Linked DNA regions of Gadus morhua: region 1 is linked to region 2. Evidence: chromatin contacts called from public Hi-C data. All regions are on one chromosome and are shown on one strand. The core of a region is the stretch at or near the end of the contact, and the rest is flanking DNA. Distances in the headings are between cores, read along the strand shown.

Region 1 (7,451 bases), core at 4,372-6,871, 150 kb after region 2:
GTTGACGCCTGAGTTTTGCGGCGCGTCTCTACATTCACTTTGAATGGGATCACGACGCGCGTCAACTTTTTGCATCTTTTGGTGTGAACGCAGGGTAAGAGTCTGTCTCTGTGTGTGTGTGTGTGTGTGTGTGATCTCAGCTCAGGTCTTGACAGCATGAGAGATGTGAGATGTGGGTCTCAACACGACTACTGAATTCTGATCTGACCATGTGGAATCAGGGGAGGGAGGGGTGACTTGATCTCACTCCCTTAATAAAGAACTCAAATACCCACGAAGTTATCATCCTCAGTCCAGCATTGGTGAAAAGCTATCGCACTCTCCCCTGGTCCGAGCTGGGAGATTGAGGCCCCCAGGGGCTGTTGGTTGTGGCGGTGATGGTGCTTCTTCATTGAAGACTGCTGTGCAACTACAGGAGGAGATGGCAGGCACTTCTTAACCCTCCCCTCCCCCCCTCTGGCTCCCTCCCTCCCTCCCCCCCCCCCCCCCCCCCCCTTCTGAAGATGATTCTTCTTCTCTTTTTTCCATACTCACACACGCTGCTGCCCTCCCACACCCCCCCCCCCCCCCCATCCCCCCACACACATATTGAAGGTGTACAACTGCCCCCCCCTCCCGGCAACCATGACACCCTGCTCCCCCACTAGGATTATAATAATAATAATGATGATGGATTGAATTCATATAGCGCTTTTCTAGACACTCAAAGACGCTTACGAGCTTACGCTAGACGCTTGGAGTAACTATAATAAAAAAAATAAAAAAAATAACTCCATTATACAGGGTGTTAGATCGCCTCTGGGGCTAATAGTTGGCATGAAATAAATGTTGGTCGAAAACAGGAGGGTTGCAGGTATATGTTAAGTGTGTGTGTGTGTGTGTGTGTGTGTGTGTGTGTGTGTGTGTGTGTGTGTGTGTGTGTGTGTGTGTGTGTGTGTGTGTGTGTGTGTGTGTGTGTGTGTGTGTTTATTTGTGTGTGTGTGTGTGAATAGAGTGCAGGATATCCCTTATCTAAGTCTTTAGATACGCTTCCCAAATGGATTGACAGTGACCTGATTCCACGCTTCCAGCGATGGATGCGCCCCCCCTCCCCCTCTTCAGCAGACAGCTAAACCACCAGGCGGCCCCTGGACAGAGGCCCCACAACGGGGTCCAGGGGTGGGCTCTGTCTGGCTGCCTTCCACTAGCCATCGGTGGCGGCTAAACCAGCGTGTCTATTGTCTGGGTGCCACGATTACCATTGGTTTGGTTTTCTGTATTATCTTCAGACAGTATTGCAGAGGAGGTGGTGAGGGCCATTTGCACACCACTCCGGATCCACCCAGGGAACCAGTCCCTGTGATCAGCCAAATGATTAGAACCACCAGGTCAATCCATCTTGGAGAAAGCCAGCTTTCAAAGGGTTACAGTAGTTTGCCGCTTACTAGACCTTAATGAATGCATCACAATGCAATGCCCTTAGTTTTCTCATCAAGCTCCTTCTTCACTGGGATTAGATGAGCCGCAGTTATAATCCTATTGCCGCCGTCTCAATGCTGTAATCAACCTAAATAATAATCAACCTGATTGGTCAAGAAGACCCAGTAGTCAAATCACGGTACAGCAGCTAAATACTGGTGTGTCATTTTACGCAGAGTCATCGGAGAGCTTGGATATTTCTTCAAGGGGCCCCCCACCCTAACCCCTCACTAGGGCCCCCCCACCCCGAGCCCTCACTAGGGGAGCCCCACCCTGACACCTCACTAGGGGCCCATTGCCATGCTGAGCCGACAGCAGCTGGAAATCCAGTCTTTTATTTCCCCTCTATATCACGGGCCTGTGCGCACAGTAACACCTCGCTGTGCCGTTACTGGGCCAAAGGTCGCCTGCTGCTGCCACCGCCACAGACACCCACAACCTCTGGGACAGCAAGCAGAAAACCCTACAATGCAGTGAATGATCCCTACCCAGCCTATTCTCTCTGTCAAGACACCTGCCTTTAGGAGGAGCCGGCGATCGAACTAGTATCCTTCCGGTTGACTGGTAAAAGGAAGGTTGCGAATGCGACCCCCGGCTCCTCCTAGCTGAATGTCGAGGTGTCCCTGAGCGAGACGCCTCGCCTTAACTGCTCCTGAAGAGATGGCAAAATCCCCTGAATGTAAATGTAAATGCAAACACTTGCTATTTTCACTAGCGTAACCATGGACTGCCCTGTATGCATCGACTGCCTCCTGCTAGTATCTCTGCCTTCCAAATTCTCAATGTGCTTCATGAAATATACATGCTGTGCTCTGTCTCTGGATCCACACCGAACACAAGGGAACTGCTCAAGGCCAGGGCCATGGTGAGCACTGCCTGAGAAAAGGGTTGCTTTATTTAAGTTTTCACCAGAATGCCTACTAGCATCAGTCACACTGGATTTATGAATAATATAATTTAGATTTCCAGCCAACTTTACTTTATTTGTAGAAAGTGTTGAAGACTTATCTTAACCAAGACTTCCACTGTTAAATTCAACAAAAAATACATTGCACTTCAAAACATTACATTACACGCCAATCAGGTAACCGTAATTGAATGCAGCTGTGTTTGTTTACGGATGTTTGTTGTTGACTGAAATCCTCCCTTTCATTGTATGCATTGCACAAATCTCCCCTTTATCTAGCTCTGAACTTGTGGTTTTACTTAAACCACTAATAACGTCATGAGTTCTGGGGGTTGAAGTTAATCGTAGGAACACAGGAGTTGTATTGTTGTTAAACGCTATAGCGTTCATTGATTTAGCCTACTGCCCACTGTCAGCATCAGAGGAAGACGTCGGAGCGATCCATCCTGAAGACACCAAGCTGATGAATCCTTCAGGTACGGCATTCCACTGGCCCCGACCAACCGAACTGAGCGGGTAACCTTAGCAGCCCTTCAGAGAAATTGTGATCAGCCTATTGGACCAGCGTATGTACCCTGCATGAAGAGACTAGCCTGATCTATTCAGATGTATTTATTATGCAAGTTAACGTTGCAGGATTATATAATGGTGTATTTATACCCCTCACAAAGACACATGTTTCTCTCTCCAGTCCAGCCGTCCAATACTGGGGTCCTTTCATCAGCCTTGGGAATCGGGTGGCCAGAGAGAGTGCCTGCCCATATACAGTCTGCCCACCCTATTGGCAGCTCCAGAACAAATGTGAGCCATTGTTTCCCTCGATGTGCATGTGCATGTGCGTGCGTGCGTGCGTGCGTGCGTGCGTGCCAGGGAGCCCTTGAACGAGCACCAAAGCACAGAGTGCCGCAGCGCCTACCTCCTGCTCCGGCTCCAATATGCATTCAGTCAGCAGCCTTCAGTATGCATGACCCACGGCTCTTCACCAGCACTACCTTTGGCTCGTGTTTACCGGGCGTCGGTCAACAGGACTGCATGGTTAATCGGTTTTGACCCCGCGGAGTTTCACCTCGCCAGAGCCTCGCAGCGGAGAGCTTGTGGGAACATGACCCCCTCCCCGCATGACCCTTTACTCACCATGTAACCCTATTTTAAGCCCCCCCCCCCCCCCCCCCCTTGACCTTTGACTCCCTGGACCTGCAGCGGCGCAGGAAAGACAACAGAGGCAGAATACCAAGTGGACAAAGACAGCATCAGAACAACTGCAGAGGTTGACATCTCAGTATCCCGAGTTTTAAACCACCAACTTGACAAGCAAGAAGATCAAAAAGGCATATATATACACACATATATATATATATATATATATATATATATATATATATATATATATAGATCTGCGCGAATTGGTGATCTGTCTGATCCCATGCCCTGCAGCCCACCCTCTAAACGAGAGAGTGAGAGTGTGTGTGTGTGTGTGTGTGTGTGTGTGTGTGTGTGTGTGTGTGTGTGTGTGTGTGTGTGTGTGTGTGTGTGTGTGTGTGTGAGTGAGTGAGTGAGTGAGTGAGTGAGTGAGTGAGTGAGTGAGTGAGTGAGTGAGTGAGTGAGTGAGTGAGTGAGTGAGTGAGAGAGAGAGAGAGTGTGAGAGAGAGAGAGACAGAGAGATGGGTTTACTTTGTTGATAGGGAGGTGCTTCCGTGTGCATCTGTGGGACCAAACACAATGTGCTGCTACACTGTGGTCATGAATTTAAACCTTTAGCAGCAGAACTCTGAGGCTCTAATGACGTGTGTGTGTGTGTGTGTGTGTGTGTGTGTGTGTGTGTGTGTGTGTGTGTGTGTGTGTGTGTGTGTGTGTGTGTGTGTGAACCAATGTACTTTAAACCACATAACATCAGCATGACAAAGGTAACATTATGTTACAATGGTACGAGTGTAGAATGATTAATTTACATTCTGACGTACACACATAATACATAGTGTCGTATAATCTGGTAAATTGACATTTGAAGAGTTCATTTCCGAAATTGTGAGCGTATGTCTGCAAGGGTGGGACCTAGTACATTTACATTGAAGGAATTTTGCTGACTCTTTAATCCAAAGCGACTTACAACCATTCATACACACATCGACAAACCGACGGCGGAGTCGACCACGCAGGGCGACAGACAGCTTGTTAGAAGCAGTCAGGGTGAGGTGTCTTGCTCAGGGACAACTAGGAGGAGGAGCCGGGGATCAAACTAGCAACCTTCCGGTTACCAACCAACCCACTCTCCCTCCTGAGCTACTGCCACCCCTCATAAGCCGTTCATTTTGTGAAATAAATAATGTCTAGGAAGGGTTTGGATCACAGGTCCCAGATTGACCAACTGGGACTCAAGAGGTGCCGTCTTTACTTCTCACTGGCGGGATATAGCACCTTACCTGGACGGTCTGCAGGAGCCAACCACATCTCTCTCGGATGTCCTGGAAGGGGCAGCGCTTGGACAGCATGAGGAGGTGGGCCAGGATGCCGTTGAGGACTCTGCAGGGTGGCCCCGGTGAGGCAGGGGACCGGGGTTGGGATGCTGGAGCGTGCCCGATGGCCTCCACAATCCTCATCAGCTCCTGCTGGATGGTCTCCATGGCGGAGTCCCGGGAGCCCGCGTCACGGCTGCTGAGCCCGTCCCAACGGCCTAGTGCGTCCTGGTCCACGACATCCATGTCCGAGGGCTCTGATGCTTTGTGTGTGCGTTTCTTTCAGCAGGAGACTGAAACAAAAACAACAAAGCTTACATCAATGGTTTAATTTACAAAACGGTTACTGCTCACTGAGGCTGTGCATATAAAAATAATACATAAAATGTGCTCGACTGTCAAAGCATTATGAACAACACGTACAAAAACCAGAGCATGTTCACTGTAGAGTAGACCTAAAGCCAGTTTGCGGTTTCACAAGCTCATTCTATTGAAATGAAGACACGTTCCTTACCAACATGCATTGACAGAAGATAACGGTTAGGTGAACAGCCAAAATCATTCACCAAAGTGTGACAAACAGTCCATTCAATCTTTCCCTGTCTGCTTCTTTTTATTTTATTGTGATGAAGACATTGTTGTACCAATGCTCATAACACAATGATAGCAGATAACTATATCGTTTCAGCTAGAGTGCACCAAGTGCCATCACCCATTACTTACTTTATTCACATTATTTGGAGCTGGTCTCCGTTCCAGCGACTTCTTCCTTCGGATCTGACCGCTCGTCCCAGTGTGAAAAAAAAGAGAGGAGGCTGCAACTTGATTGACGTCTGAAGGGTCCAACCACCAGACTTGCCAAACGTGACAGGGTTGTTCTGTGCGAACGTCGACCAAAAGCTATTTAGTGGGCGTATCCACTGCTGCAACCCTCCGCAACGCTTATTCATGGGAATTTGATTCCCTCGCACATCGCTCTGCATTCGTCGGCTACGGATGAGAAACCTCGTGGACTACATCTCCCGGCATGCTCTGCATCGCCCTTCACTTGTTTACCCCGCTCGGAACCAGAGGAGAAATGACCGACGGCAGACAGAGAGACGGCCGATCCATAAGAACTGACACAAAATAAAAATAAATAAATAATAATGTAATAATAATAATAATAATAATAATAATAATAATAATAATAATAATAATCATAATAGTAAACATTTGTTTGAAATATACATATTTGTAGATACGTTGTATGTGTTTATTTCAGAATAAACCCCATTCTGTTCTTTAGATTGGGCTGAATTTAAAGAAAAATATTATGAAAAAAATATCATTAATAAACATTAATTCAAAATGTACTTTGCAAGGCTAAAATATAAAATACTACTGATGGAAAGACGCTTTGTTTTGGTCTAAAGATGCGCTGATTGATCAATATGTGGCCAATGATGTGAGGGTGACACACGTGTCGAATTAATAGGCGTGTTTAAAGGCGCGTTCATGGTCTTGGTGAAACGAGACGACTCGCCGGTGATAACGCAAACGCTTACGCGTGTTCCCGCATTGACCTTTCGTGTGCACTGAGTTGGGAATCTAAAAGTTCTTCACAGCAGGTTTAAAAAAGAAAAAAAAAAAATCTGAACTAAACAAAACTTAGTATGATCACTACATGTTCGAACGTCTTTATTTCATTGTAGCCTATCACCTACTATCCTTTTGCTTTTATTTATGAGAAGCACATTGTATTGCCACTGTATGGAAGGCTATACACTTGCCCTTATCTACGTTCAAAACTGAGCAAAGTCAATGCCAACAGACGGTTACAACGTCAATCAATAGTAAAGTATGTGATATGATGGTTGATTCTTTTATATTGAGTAAAACGTTCATGTTCCGCCCTGTTCAGGCGCGTCACTAGTAAACCAAACATCACCAACTGGGCAACTCTGTTATCAGTTGCTGAACCGAAGTGGAATGATAAGAGCGTCATGAGGTGTCGTTAACGAGAACTCTCCGACGTCGCGGAAATGTTTTCCCCATAATTCCAGGCGATGTGAACGCGCCATAACTATTAAATATGTTTCAAATAAATGTGGACTTAAGACACTCCCCTCAACATATCAAAACGTTGCCCTGGTTGGTTGGTCGGAATTGCCACGTGGAATTATCCATGTGAGAAATGTCATAACTCTTTTAAAAGAGGCGTGCCAGCTCCCAAACTATGCTTGTTCTTGACGGCGGCTTTTCGTGTTGTCCTGCTTACTACAGTGAGGATTTCAGTACGCCCTAACAATGAATCCCCCGGCCCTCCCTTGTCCGTTCAATTTGGGAACATGTGTGGTTTAATTTAGCTTGTTTTGTATAAGTTAATCAATTAGGCCTAATTAAGGGCGCTGTCACCCCAAATTTGTACCTGGTGCCAAATTTGTACAGGGTACGTGATCAGTTGTCCGTTGCCAGGCAACCGACAACAGAATACGTAAGTTAAATGTTAAGCATTTTATTTATTTTTTTAATACTCGGGGGGCCAGCGGGCTGGCCAACCTCTGCCAGGGGGGGCAACGGCCCCCCCTGACCCCCACATGGCTACGCCCCTGGTCAGAGCTATTTTGTGACGCTCTCAAATGCTAACAGCG
Region 2 (6,951 bases), core at 4,324-6,823:
ATGTTATAACGATAGCTGCTGATTTAGCCATCGGGCACCATCGGGGCCCACTATCGGGTAGGTGTAAACAGGGCATAAAGTTGGAGCAGTTAGCCCATTTTTCTATCTATGACCATTTTGTTATTGTGTAAAAAAAAACATAGGACTATTATTAGTGGATACCAATACCCCCCACTACACATAAACCCAAATTGTGGTACTGCACCCAAAGGTGGCGCTATTTAATTTTTTTTAGGAACTAGCCTTATTTCTCCTTACTAGATTAACCTGGACTCAAAATTCTTTCATCATATTAATCTCTATAATCAGATGCATCTTTTTCACCCTTGTTTCCTGCTCTAAATTTTTTTACTTTTCCCACAATTTCATAGAAAAGCCAAACGTCCACAGTCTCAACCCATTTTGCCTGAACATTTTGTTATTGTATAACTACCATACGGCTATCATTAGGTGGATACCATTAACAGTGAAAAAGATCTGTACTATTTTAAGAAAGCCTAAGCCCAGTTCAGACCAAAGATTCGCCTCGCAACTCCTTGCGACGAGACTGGCTGCGACGTTCTAAAACTGGGCAGTTCACACTGGTGCACTGGGCGGCGAGGGTCAGGTGGTTTACCTAGCAACTGTGAACGCTCTGGCACAGCTGAGAGCCGCAACAGCATCAGCATCAGGCTAAAAAGAAAAAAAATAGCCTAAATTAGGTTTGCGATTAGGTTGCTTGAGCTAGCAACCCAATTTACCCTCCCGGTCCCTACACACATTGGCAGTTTATTGGGTTTCATTCTGAAGCCCAGTTCAAGATGAAGATTGAGAGTTCGAATCCTGATTAGAGCATTATGAACAAGCTTAACATGACATTCTGTCATTGCCACCCATTTAAGAAACACACATTGAACAGCACTTGAAATTCATCAGGCAATCAACATTCCGGCTCATTAGTTTCCAAGAATCGAACTGCCAAGACACAGTATGGCATTAAGGGGAACTTCTTCGTTAACCATTTTTCCTTCATAATTAACTAGTGTTCTTGACTACAAATGTTTAATTTCCCCAGAAGATTTTTCAGGTATATGCTTTGAAGAAAGCCCTTCATTCACTTGAGAAATGTGTGCATGGAGTTTTCTGGATATTGTGTGCTTATCAATAGACATTTTGACCATGTGAATGAGGCTGCAGTTCAGGTTTATAAGTGGAACATCTTTCCTTAAATAGGACAATTACAGGTGCTGGTCAAATTATTAGAATATCATGAAAAAGTTGATTTATTTCAGTAATTATATTCAGAACGTGAAACTTACATATTATATCAATTCATTACACACAGAGTGATATATTTGAAATGTTTATTTCTTTTAATTTGGATGATTAGTACTGACAATTACTGAAAATCCCAAATTCAGTATCTCAGAAAATTAGAATATTAGTTACGACTAGTACAAAAAATGATTTTTTAGAAATGTGGGCCAACTGAAAAGTATGAACATGGAAAGTTTCAGCATGTATGGCAATCAATACTTAGTTGCAGCTCCTTTTGCCTGAATTGCTGCAGCAATACGGCGTGGCATGGAGTCGACCAGTCTGTTGCACTCCTCAGGTGTTATGAGAGCCCAGGTTGCTTTAATAGTGGCCTTCAGCTCTTCAGCATTGTTGGGTCTGGCATCTCTCATCTTCCGCTTCACAATACCCCATAGGTTTTCTATGGGGTTAAGGTCAGGTGAGTTTGCAGGCCAATCAAGAAGAGGGATACCATGGTCCTTAAAACAGGTACTGGTAGATTTGGCCCTGTGTGCAGGTGCCAAGTCATGTTGGAAAATGAAATCGTCACCTCCATAAAGTTGGTCCGCGGCAGGCAGCATAAAGTGTTCTAAAACTTCCTGGTAGACTGCTGCATTGACCCTGGACCTCAGGAAACACAGTGGACCAACAGCAGCAGATGACATGGCACCCCAGACCATTACTGACTGTGGAAATTTTACACTGGACTTCAGGCAACGTGGATTCTGTGCCTCTCCTGTCTTCCTCCAGACTCTGGGACCTTGATTTCCAAAGGAGATACAAAATTTACTTTCATCTGAAAACATAACTTTGGACCACTCAGCAGCAGTCCAGTCCTTTTTGTCTTGAGCCCAGGCGCGACGCTTTTGACGTTGTCTCTTATTCAAGAGTGGCTTTACACGAGGAATGCGACAGCTGAAGCCCATATCTTGCATACGTCGGTGTGTGGTGCTTCTTGAAGCACTGACTCCAGCTACAGTCCACTCTTTGTGGATCTCCCCCACATTTTTGAATCGGTTTTGTTTGACAATCCTCTCCAGGGCGCGTTTATCCGTCTTGCTTGTACACTCTTTTCTACCACATCTTTTTCTTCCCTTCGCCTCTCTATTAATGTGCTTGGACACAGAGCTCTGGGAACATCCAACCTCTTTGGCAATGACCTTTTGTGTCTTGCCCTCCTTCTTTAAAGTATCAATGGTCATCTTTTGGACAGTTGTCAAGTCAGCAGTCTTCCCCATGATTGTGTGTCATACAGAATCAAAACGAGAGACCATTTAAAGGCTTTTCCAGGTGTTTTGAGTTAGTTAGCTAATTAGAGTGTGGCACCAGGTGTCTTCAATATCTGACCTTTTCACCATATTCTAATTTTCTGAGATGTTGAATTTAGGGTTTTCATTGGTTGTCAGCTATAATCATATTCTTTTTGGCAAAAAACACTTATAATGTATCAGTCTGTTTGGAATGAATGTATACATTCTACAGGTTTGACTTTCTAAATGGAATTAATGAAATAAATCAACTTTTTCATGATATTCTAATAATATGACCAGCACCTGTATATGTTATATTTATATATCTTCCATTATTGTGTTCTTGACTTTTAATTTTGCTTGGACCCCGTTAATCACCGGTTATATTTATTATTACTTTTGATGAGAAACAAGACATCGTTTTCAAAATTACGATGACTTCTTTTCATTTCCAATGACCTTAGCGCAATGAAAACGTGCGTTCATGCGTTGGTTACGGCAGTATAGCTCATATGTCAATAGATGGCAGCAGAGGTAATGATTGTGTCGATTGTGTAACAGCTTGTTGCATGGTGGGATGCATGAGGTCATCCCTCTGCACCATTCAGCCTGTGCTTCCTGTACTGGCCCTGCCCAGTCCAGCCAGTCTTTATTATTCAGAACCTTAACTGGTATTGTCCACTCTATCCGATCCAGGTCTGCCCATGTCACTGTTCAAGGTTTCCTGGATTATTATTAATGTTTTCTGTTTGGTGTCAGTATAAACATGTCCTTGCATTCTACAGAGGCATGCATTGACCATGTTTGCCTCTCAAATGCTTAACGGTTAAAATTCAATCCGTGACATAAATCTGAGTTGTAATATAATGGCAAAGTCCAGTAGCAATGCTGAGACATAATGCTTCATCACCGATACGTTGTGAGGATGGTTGATTGCCCAGAGGCCAATGCCTGAGTGTGTGCTAGTTGGTTTAGATTGGAGGTTAGCTTGGAGTATCGCTCAGAGTTTAGGTTGGAGTTTAGCTTGCTCAGCACCCCCCCCCCTCCCTCTCCTGTCTACTCACAGGGTGTTGGGGGGGGGGGGGGGGGGGGGGGAGTAATCCAATCAGAGCATTATGCTGCTTGGACGGAGAAAACATAAAAATAAGGAAAACACAACACAAACAGCGAAGCCTCCCTCCCTCCCCCTCCCTCCGCTAGCTCTATGGATGTATATGTATTTTTGGGTCAGCTCGCTCCATACTTTTTATGCTTTGTTTTACACTATAACTTTCTGTTATAAAATCTGTTTGTATAGCACACACACACACACACACACACGCAACCAAAAGGACCCTTCCAGCAGACCACGTCAGTGCAGTTTGGTAACATAGGTGAGTGTGTAGTTGGCTGCTGTTGTGGGTTCCCTGGCCGGTCCCAAAGCAGTTATTCCTTCATTCTCCCCAGCTGCGGCTGACAGCCTCAGAGGGGACAGCAAGGAAGAAGAAGAAGAGAGCCAAGTGTACAATTCTCTGTGTTCTACAATTTATTGTAGAAGGTTCATTGTGTTTTGAAGTGAACTCCGATATCAGAAATGAGAATGCTACCAAAGAAGACATAGGGACATAAGCACTACAGTTGGTATTCACACAATTCTAGGGTATGGCCTACATTGGTGTGTGTGTGTGTGTGTGTGTGTGTGTGTGTGTGTGTGTGTGTGTGTGTGTGTGTGTGTGTGTGTGTGTGTGTGTGTGTGTGTGTGTGTGTGTGTGTGTGTGTGTGTGTGTGTGTGTGTGTGTGTGTGTGAAGCATCTCCACAGCCATATGTGAGGTGCTGTAGGATTTCACAATAAAGACAACCTTTGAAATATAAAAATTAGCTTCAACACACACACACTCCCGCCGGCATGCACCCAGTGAACAGTTAATATGGCTCTCTGCAGGCGCTAAACTGCTGCATCAGGTATTCTCTTTGGTGCGCAGGGAACAAAGAAAGAGTCCGTTTGTGTGTGTGTGTGTGTGTGTGCACGTGGGTCTGTGTGTGTGTGCGTGTGCCAACCAACCTCCAGAAGTGCTATGATTTATCATTTGGATATCATTCTTTCCACTTGTGTAGGTCCTATACTACATATTTTTTGTTGTTTAATATTTAACCCTGACAACCATTGTGTGAAGACACTGACTGAGTATAACATAGGGTGTAGCCTATACCTGTCTAAGAATGTTAAACAGAACTGTGTTTGTTCAGGTATGATCATCAGATTAAATGTGTTATGTTTACGTTGAGCTCCGACTCATTGACTGATCATTGCACACAGGCGAGCCGAATGGCATTCCTGCACAAAGAGAACCTGCAGAATACGAGCCTGTTGTGATGAAGAGAGGAGAGGGAGGGGTTGGGGGAAGGGCTTTGCAGAGCAGCACCACTTACAGCAGGGAGAAAGGTATAGGATTTCTTCTTGCCTTAATCTTTGGCTAATAAATGGGTTGACGTCATCTTCGATGAGTTGGAACTGGTTTCAAAAGGGGGCGTGTCACGTGTGCCCTGACAGCCGTGATTGACAGTCGCTCCCTCAACGGTTAAAGGCGCCGTACGCAGTTCCACACCGGGGCAACAGGCGGAGGGTCTGCGTCAATATCAAAATACACTAAACTAAACCATTAAAATCCTTCTTAAACCGGTGGGCTTTAAATGCTAATTTTATTATGGGTCCGCATAGCAAAAGAGGTCGACTACATGTCTATGCTAATTTTGAACTATGGATCACCATAATAATAATAATAATTATTGGTCATAATGGTCATAAATAAGTCAACACGTGTCATCCAATAAGAACACATGTTAATAAATGTCAAATAGGCTACCGAAGTTATTTGGTAAAGAGAAATCGAGTTTATAGGCTATATTATTGATAAATACATTTTTATAAATTATTTAATAGGGCTTTTTTCACTATCAGTACAGGATTTTGAGTGTGAACATGTCCGGACGTGCCCCGTCCCCGGTCCATACAGTGGCTAGTCTCGGCATGCTGCCTTCTCCCCTCTCCTGGAGCGTGTCTCTTTAAAAGGCGATCCTCTACGGGCTCCAGGGGGCTGGCTCTCACCGACTCGTGTTTGGTATGTGTGTGTGTGTGTGTGTGCGCGCGTGTATCTGTGTGTGCAGCATTGAGAGAAGCAGAGCAAGCGAGGTACAGTAACCCAGATCGAGGTGGCGTTCTTATTCCATATCTACAGTGATAGTTGTCCTCATTAGCTTGAATTGTCCCCTTTTGTAGTTTTGTTAGTGAAGTCAAAGAGTGTAAGTCGAAAAGATGTCCACTGGAAGTGCGGGAGTGTGAATGTCGCCTGTACGGGATCTGGTCTTTGGTTTTAGTCGCGGTTCAGGACCAAGTGGCTGCTGGACGACGGCTGCAGGGTTTCCCCACAGACTGTGATGACGGCTGAGCCCCTACTCCGTGACCCTTGATATCGAGTGGGTGTAGTGCACCGTTTGGTTACCTTGTAGTACACTGTGTGGTTACCTTTTTTTTTTTGGGGGGGGGGGGGTTCAACGCATTGTTATAGACGATTGGACTGCATAATGTGTTACATTAGACAGGAGGGGGTTGTTTGTTTTGTATTTATTTTGTTAATAGTTGTAGCCTTAGCCTGCCGTTTGAATATATAGGCCTAACCTCCATTTTAGACATAAACATGGCTAAAGGGGTTAGGATTGAACCTGATGTAGGATCTGTAATTGTAAGCTTATGTGTTAGTGTTGCTGTTTGTGTGTTGTCTTAGTGTTGCTGGTTGTGTGTCCTCCTCAGGGTTAAAGAAACTGTCACGAGCCTCCTGGAGGCTTCAATAGCAACAAAGAACGGGCACGCGCATTCATGGAATGCGACTTTGACAGCACTTCGTCTTTCCCAAACTAAAGTTCATCTACTGCGATCGGGGATACGTGTTTTTTTTCTTCCGCTGGCCGAGATGGCGGAGGTTTTGGATCTCGACCTTCTCAGCGACTCGGACGTGGCAATTGACCCTGACTTTGAGCCACAAAAGCGGCCACGGTCGTGCACCTGGCCGCTGCCCCGTCCAGAGTCAAACGCCGCGAAACCAGAGAGTAATGACACAGATATCATACCAGAGGAAGAGGATGACGAAGAGGACCATACCACCACGGCCGCTATCGACATCCACGGCTCGAACGGGGCCGCGGAGGACCATAGCAGCAGCAGCCCCGGGGCCGACGGGCTGCTCTCTTCCCTCGGCCAGGAGAGCGGAGGATCCCCGCTCTCCTCCGACTCGCCGTCGGCCACGACAGGCGCTCCGGCCGCTGACGGCCTCGGCGCGCAGCAGACCCCGAGGAAGTCGTCGTCACGGCGAAACGCGTGGGGAAACCTCTCCTACGCCGACCTGATCACAAAGGCCATCGAGAGCACGCCGGACAAGAGGCTGACGTTGT

Evidence for each region. A called contact is a pair of places that touch in the nucleus more often than the background predicts.
Region 1: a Hi-C map of spleen shows a contact between it and region 2, with 4 times the contacts expected there. The contact joins the promoter of sesn1 here to the promoter of foxo3b in region 2. A contact is called at or near these places in 3 of 6 Hi-C or Micro-C datasets (gill, heart and spleen).

The regions. Positions count from the first base shown.
Region 1 is chr21:19,612,711-19,620,161 of gadMor3.0, forward strand. sesn1 (sestrin 1) reads right to left here and starts at 5,622. Exons shown (of 10, transcript XM_030344831.1): 1 at 5,542-5,622; 2 at 4,786-5,111. The coding sequence starts at 5,064.
Region 2 is chr21:19,461,634-19,468,584 of gadMor3.0, forward strand. foxo3b (forkhead box O3b) reads left to right here and starts at 5,574. Exons shown (of 4, transcript XM_030344714.1): 1 at 5,574-5,695; 2 at 5,881-5,979; 3 at 6,314-6,951. The coding sequence starts at 6,474.